Regions from separate parts of the Mus musculus genome. Here region 1 is linked to region 2. The links are chromatin contacts, called in public Hi-C maps. All regions are on one chromosome and are shown on one strand. The core of a region is the stretch at or near the end of the contact, and the rest is flanking DNA. Distances in the headings are between cores, read along the strand shown. Region 1 holds the start of Lnp1 (leukemia NUP98 fusion partner 1). Region 2 overlaps Abi3bp (ABI gene family, member 3 (NESH) binding protein).

Region 1 (3,372 bases), core at 394-2,893, 410 kb after region 2:
CCAGTAAATCTCAAATTCTCTCTTATTATCTTTGCTTGGCTCCCATATTTGCAAGCTTCAAACTAATTGTATTCCCGATTCACAGATTCTGAAAATCTCATTAGATCTGGAACATTTCATTGTGTTGAAAATAAATGAGAGCTCACTGTGCAGGCTTATTTCTTTTTTTTTTTTCAACATTTTTTTAAATTAGGTATTTTCCTCGTTTACATTTTCAATGCTATCCCAAAGGTCCCCCATACCCACCCCCCCCAATCCCCTACCCACCCACTCCCCCTTTTTGGCCCTGGCGTTCCCCTGTACTGGGGCATATAAAGTTTGCAAGTCCAATGGACCTCTCTTTGCAGTGATGGCCGACTAGGCCATCTTTTGATACATATGCAGCTAAAGACAAGAGCTCCCGGGTACTGGTTAGTTCATATTAGGCTTATTTCTTTAACAAGAGGAAAAATGGAAAGATGGAGCTGGGTCTCACTGAGAGCATCCCCTCCAACTTCATTCTTCACCTAAGGCAATGGAAGTGAGAAAGTGTCCACTCATGTGCTAAGGAGCTAGCCTATTTCGAAGCGTTTGTGTCTCAGACACAAGGTATTGGTCGATGACAGTCAAAGCAATCTCCTCACACACCCTACCATCACTGTGATTCTGAGACCCTGGAACTGGCCTTAAATAGGTTTACTCTCAAGCTTAATTGGTTCTGGGGTTTGCAAAGAAGGGGTTTGGGTAAGCTAGACTCTACTAGCTTAGGACTCCAAGTGGCCATTGAAAAAGAACTGTCATCATTATTTCTCTATACATGGTGATAACATGTGTATTTCTCTATACATGGGGATAACATGTGTGGAGACTTCCAGCACTGCAGCTGAACACAGGACTGTGTTGGCCATGTACAGAAGAGTCCTTACCTGGCCCAGGCTGCCCACCCCTTCCTGGGTGCGTCCCTCCAGCATTGTGCTCCCTGCCTCTCTGCAATTGGAAAGGACTGAGGACTCTTCCCTCTCTAATCATTAAAAACAATGGCAACCAAAGGTGTATCATACTTAGCAAAGGCAGTGTTTTGCTATGTGGAATCACCAGCTCCTTAAAGGCCATCATATACATGAGCTAATTTCACTATTTCGAAGAGACAACTGGACATCACATATTGACCCATAACACCTCCACAGAAAAACTACAAATTCCTCTCCTTTGACCAAAACGCCATTACTCAGTGGGATGCTTTCTGACTCATCGGGGACTGTGAACTACATAGTTCAAGATCTCTTAGGTTACTGAAAATGAAGTAGCCCTTACTTAAAACATTAAAAACAATAAGTCTTAAAGGGCAACTCAAATAGGTAAGTTTTTTTAAAAATAAGAATGAATAAAGGTTTGGAAATATTAATTTAAGCCAAAGAACCCCTCAAATATTCTCTAAGAGACCCCCTTGTCCCTGCCACTCCAGCTTCCCTTGACTTAATGGTAACTCACTGGGCAGGGTAGCGAAGCCTTCCTGTAGCTTGCTTCTTGTAGTTGTTGGTGGTCCCGGAGTCCTCGCTCATCTTTGTCTCTCCAGCTGTGACCCCAAAAGCTGCTCATCCACTTGGCAAAGGACACATCATCGTTATCATCATCATCATCTCTGTGCTCCATGGAAATGGGATTCTAAATATTAAAGGCCTGCCCTTAAAACTCAAGAAATACAACCCAAGATTTGAGGAAGCCCACCAAGAACACTAAATGAAACTGGTATTTGAAACGGTTTCTGATAATGGCATCCTTAAAAAAGAAAAATTTACCAAACAACCACTTCATCATCAGGCAGCCTGGAGCACTGTCTATTTATAAACTGTGCAGCCCACACTCCCCTCCCCCTTGTCTCTTTAAATTGAGAGGCTTTTTAATCCTCCTGTTTCCAGGGCTGTGCCTTCGCAGCCTAAGGGTAGGCAGCACACACAGTCCACTGCCTGGTTTTCCCTGAGCCTCTCTGCCAAAGGCATGCGGTGGCATCTCCAGCTGTCAATGGTGATGAAGCATGACCCTCACAATATGCTTGTCAGCTCCAGGCTGGCTCTGAAATAGGGCCACATCCAAGAGACAGACAACTGCACTTCTCAAGGTGGTGAGCTATTGGCATGCATGCCAGATCCAAAGCTAGAGATGATTCTTTAATAAATAAAAATGATATAGGAAAAACTCTATCTCCAGGTCAAGTTGGATACCTTTTTTTTATTTAAGTATTATCTGTACATACATGTGAGTGACATACATACAAATATACAAATCTTAGGTGTACAATGTCTGTACACCTAATTAATGTCTGTACAATTTAATGCATTTTATGTCTGTATACCCCTATGCTACCAGCCACTGTAATTGGTTAATCACTGAACATTTTCCAGAAGCTAAGAAAGCTCCTTTTAACTCCTTCCAATCCCTATTTTTGAAAAGGTTACTACATCTAGCGTCTACAAATTTATAATCCCAGAGACTTCCTATTCTCTCTAAAGTAAACAAAAAAAGTTACATTTACAGAACTCTTACTTTGTAATATATACGATGACAAATATTTTACAAATGTGATTTTCATTAAAACAATTCTACAATTGAGAGCCTTACGTCATACTTTGTGGATGACGAAATTGAGATTCAAATTGACCATCAATCCAAATTCAAACTACCAATAAGCACTATGGCCGAGTTTAAACCATGAACCTTTTTATCATCCTGTTGATATTCTAAGAGATTTGAGGAAATATAGCTTCAAAGAAAGGGATCCTAACTAGTTATCAGATGAAAATCTTTCCTGAAGCTGGAAAAAAAGGTCGGCTTGAAAGCTATGCCAATATTCCTAGAGCTTTGTTTGTAAAATGTGACTTGGGAGTGGGCCTTTCTTTGATTCTTCCTAAGGTAAATGTTATATAGCTCTTACCTGAAAATGAAATGTTGCCCGACACCCAAGAAGATGAAGAAGGTTCATAAGTCTGAGGAAGTAAACAAAACATAAAAGCCTCAGAAAGGCCATGAAACTTACAAGGTCCAGGAAGCCCCTCAAAGTTACAAGATTTTCAAACTCCTTGTAGACAGGGTGATAACTCAGTAAATTACAGTTACTAGGCAAAGCAGCCTCTGGCTGGAAAGCCGCCTGTAAAATAGGCAAGGAACTCATGGATGAAGCCATGGATGAGTTGTGCTCCATGCTGGGCTTTTCAGTGGTCTATTGACAGCTGTCCTTGAATCACCCATGCTTCTATTAAGAACACCTCACTTAAGCTCTTGTAAGTAACTATGATAAACTCACTGTTTCCTTAAGCCATACTTGGTATCATCATTTCATTGGACTTACATCAATGCCTTGAGTTGACTAGATGTTTACATTTCTTCAGGTAAAGT
Region 2 (3,259 bases), core at 318-2,817:
ATCATTTCTGGAATGGAGAGGTGTTATTTGTTATTTATTTTCAAACTGGGCCTTACTGTGACTTACCATGCCTGGTTTTGAATTCTTACATAGCCTACGATGAACTTGAATTCAACTACTACTGTGAACCCCATATTGGGGCTCTGCTTCTAGTCTAGTCTTTTCTTTTCAACCCCCCCCCCCCTCTCTCTCTCTCTCTCTCTCTCTCTCTCTCTCTCTCTCTCTGTGTGTGTGTGTGTGTATGCTTGTGTGTACTTGTTTGTCATGTCTCCATGCCCCCATGTGCATGCATACAGAGGCTGGAGGAAGTCAAGTGCCTTTCCCTATTGCTGTCTCCCTATTCTCTTGAGACAGGGAACTTCAGTGAATTGACACTAGCAGTTTCCTCTCATGGAATGCTGTCACACCTGGCAACTGTGAGGCTCAGTTCTCCTCTCTCATGAACCACACTTGGTGCAGTTACAAGTCTTTGAAGACTTGTAACTCTTCTTCAGATTTTACACAGAATTGTCGGAAATGATTTTCTCAGTCATGCTCTCTCCTGTTCTAAGTGGACACTCATCTATTACATAATGGCCACCACTCTGTGGCAGCTCACGCGTACCTATCAGAATGGCTTCAATGCACCTAGAGCAAATCTGATAAATGATTGATGGGACCTAAACATTCCTGAACTCACAGAGTCAAGGTCTGCCCAACGGTCTATAAATTTGTCTCAGTTTACCTCTAAGAGTGTATGTCAGGCCCAAATCATGAGTCCCTAGCTCTCGAGGGAGATTCTTTAGGAATTTATTAAAATTTTTAACTAACCAAATTCTTTTTACAAGCAGAAGCATCTTTCCTTGTGTGTTCCTATCTTTTCTTACACTTCAGGTCTTTCTATAGCCTTGGCTTTTATCAATTTTAAATATGATATGTGTTTATGCTTATCTTTCCACTTTTTATTTTCATTCTTATAAATCTGGCAAGGAAGTTCTCTTAAGCTTGTTAGATAGCACATGGAAATTAGAAGTTAAGTGTTTTCAAGAAGGTTTGGAACACACACACACACACACACATACACACTCCTGTATAGAACTGTGGATATGCAGAGAACTTTATTAATGGTAAAATTACTGTAGTTAAAAATTCTGAGTATGGCTTGTGTCTCTGGCTAAATATATCTCAAAGAACATTCTTCCTAATGAAGCAAGGCTAAGAAGAACATGTTTGTTTTCCTGGCTGTCGTGCCTGCCAGTTCCCCTGCCCTCTCCCACTCTCTCTTTTGTTTTCTGTTGTCTTGGTTGATTTATCATTATAGTGCAATCCACGTGTTTCCAATTAGGACTAATTCTATGATAAATCCCACCAACGCTAGCGAGCATGTATTCAGAACTCTGGTACAAACACTGTCTCACGAGCTGACCTATGAGCCCTTCGCCCAGGATGGGAGCCACACATGATTCCCCTTGGCAGGTGGCTTCCCATCTCGGGGCTTTTCCACATTTGTCTGCTGTTGCTCCGTGCTCACCGGCTGCTCTTCAGTCTTCTTTGCTGATTCATTCTCATCTAACCGGTTCCTTAAACTGGAGCGTCTCAGGATGGCGACATTGGATCTCTTCTCTTGTGTCCTAATTCTCTTGGTGATCTCATCCAGTCTCATGATTTTAGAACAATCTAAATACAACAAGCTGAAATTTCCTATCGCCAGCCAGGATCAGATCCATTGAACCGACTCCCCATTTAATATCTCTCCTTGGTTTTCTGACACCTAAGATCCAGCATATCTCAAGTGAGGTTCCAGAAAACATTGTACCCTAGCCTTTCTTCTGCTATGGTCTTTGCTAACTCCATTAGATACTCTGCCACCTTTCTGTTAGCTCACCTGAAGACCTCTAAAGACATCTGAGACTCTTTCCATTCTTCTCTCACGCATCAAATTCAGTGCAGTTACAAGTCTTTGAAGTTTTCTTTTTCAGATTTTACATGGGAATGTTTTTCTTTCTTTCTTTTTCTTAAAACTTATTCTTCTCTTACAATACATCCTGATGGCAGCCTCCCCCTACCTGCATTCTTCTCCTTCATGCTCCACCTTCCATTTCCCCAACATCCACTGCTCCTCCAGTTCCCTTCAGAAAAGGGTAGGCCTCCCAGGGATATCAGCTGAACATAGCATAACAAGATGCAGTCAGACTAGGCACAAATCCTCATATCAAGTCTGGACAAGGCAACACAGTAGGAAGAAAAGGGTCCCAAAAGCTGGCATAAATAAATAAATATCAGAGATACCCTAAACCCCCACTGTTAGGAGTTTCACAATAACTCCAAGCTAAACAACCACAACTCACATTCAGTACATACCTAGTACAGACTGATGGAGGTTCTGTGGTTGCAGCTCCAGTCCCTGTAAGTCCTTGCGAGGGCTGCTTAGTTGATTCTGTGTTCTCCTGGTGACCTTGACACCTCTTCCTCCTCTTCTGTGGCTAATAAAAGAAAATCTCCAGCACAAGGGGGGGAAACTACTCCCTAGAAAAAGCAAGAAAGTAATCTTTCAACAAACCTAAAAAAAGACAACCACATGAACAAAATCCCAACTCTAACAACAAAAATAACAGGAAGCAACAATTACTTTTCCTTAATATCTCTTAATATCAATGGACTTAATTCCCCAATAAAAAGACATAGACTAACACTGGTTACATAAACAGGACCCAGCATTTTGCTGCATACAGGAAACCCACTTAAGGGACAAAGACAGATACTACCTCAGAGTAAAAGGCTAGAAAACAATTTTCCAAGCAAATGGTCCCAAGAAACAAGCTGGAGTAGCCGTTCTTAATATTGAATAAAATCAACTTTCAACCAAAAGTTATCAAAAAGACAATTTGATAATTCATACTTACCAAAGGTAAAATCTACCAAGATGGACTCTCAATTCTGAACATCTATGCTCCAGATGCAAGGGCATCCACATTCATTAAAGAAACTTTACTAAAGCTCCAAGGGAATGTTTTTCTTAGTTATATTCTCTCCTATTCAAAGTAGACACTCATCTATTATGTTATTGCCTTCATGCTGTGACAGCTCACATGCTCCTTTCAGAGTAGCTTCAATGCAGCACCCAGAGCGAATCTGATAAACAAATGATTGGTGAGACCTAAACATTCCTGAGCTCACAGAGTCAAGGTCTTCCCAATGGTCTATACATTTGTCTCAGTTTACCTCTAATGGCTTCCTTCCCACATGTCTTCTCCAGCCATGTTCCTCTCTCTGGAATTCA

What was found. A called contact is a pair of places that touch in the nucleus more often than the background predicts.
Region 1: a contact with region 2 is called in a Hi-C map of epidermal suprabasal cells, with 2.6 times the contacts expected there. The contact joins the promoter of Lnp1 here to the enhancer-like site in region 2. A contact is called at or near these places in 1 of 39 promoter capture datasets (embryonic stem cells), 1 of 15 datasets of contacts at CTCF or cohesin (stem cell-derived epiblast-like cells), 25 of 484 Hi-C or Micro-C datasets (the G1E-ER4 cell line, the HL-1 cell line, the HPC-7 cell line and 11 more) and 1 of 115 datasets of contacts at active chromatin or transcription factors (embryonic stem cells).

What each region holds. Positions count from the first base shown.
Region 1 is chr16:56,926,296-56,929,667 of GRCm38.p6, forward strand. It overlaps Lnp1 (leukemia NUP98 fusion partner 1), which reads right to left and starts at 1,644. Exons shown (of 3, transcript NM_001347042.1): 1 at 1,471-1,644. The coding sequence starts at 1,632.
Region 2 is chr16:56,513,229-56,516,487 of GRCm38.p6, forward strand. The region is part of intron 1 of Abi3bp (ABI gene family, member 3 (NESH) binding protein); the gene reads left to right. Among named protein-coding and RNA genes, the nearest start is that of Abi3bp, 37 kb to the left of the region's middle. Within about 2 kb of position 1,568, at least 20 of the 459 cell types and tissues checked have an H3K27ac peak or open chromatin away from gene starts, as enhancers often do. A contact at or near this core is called in epidermal suprabasal cells and uterus, where this site is marked.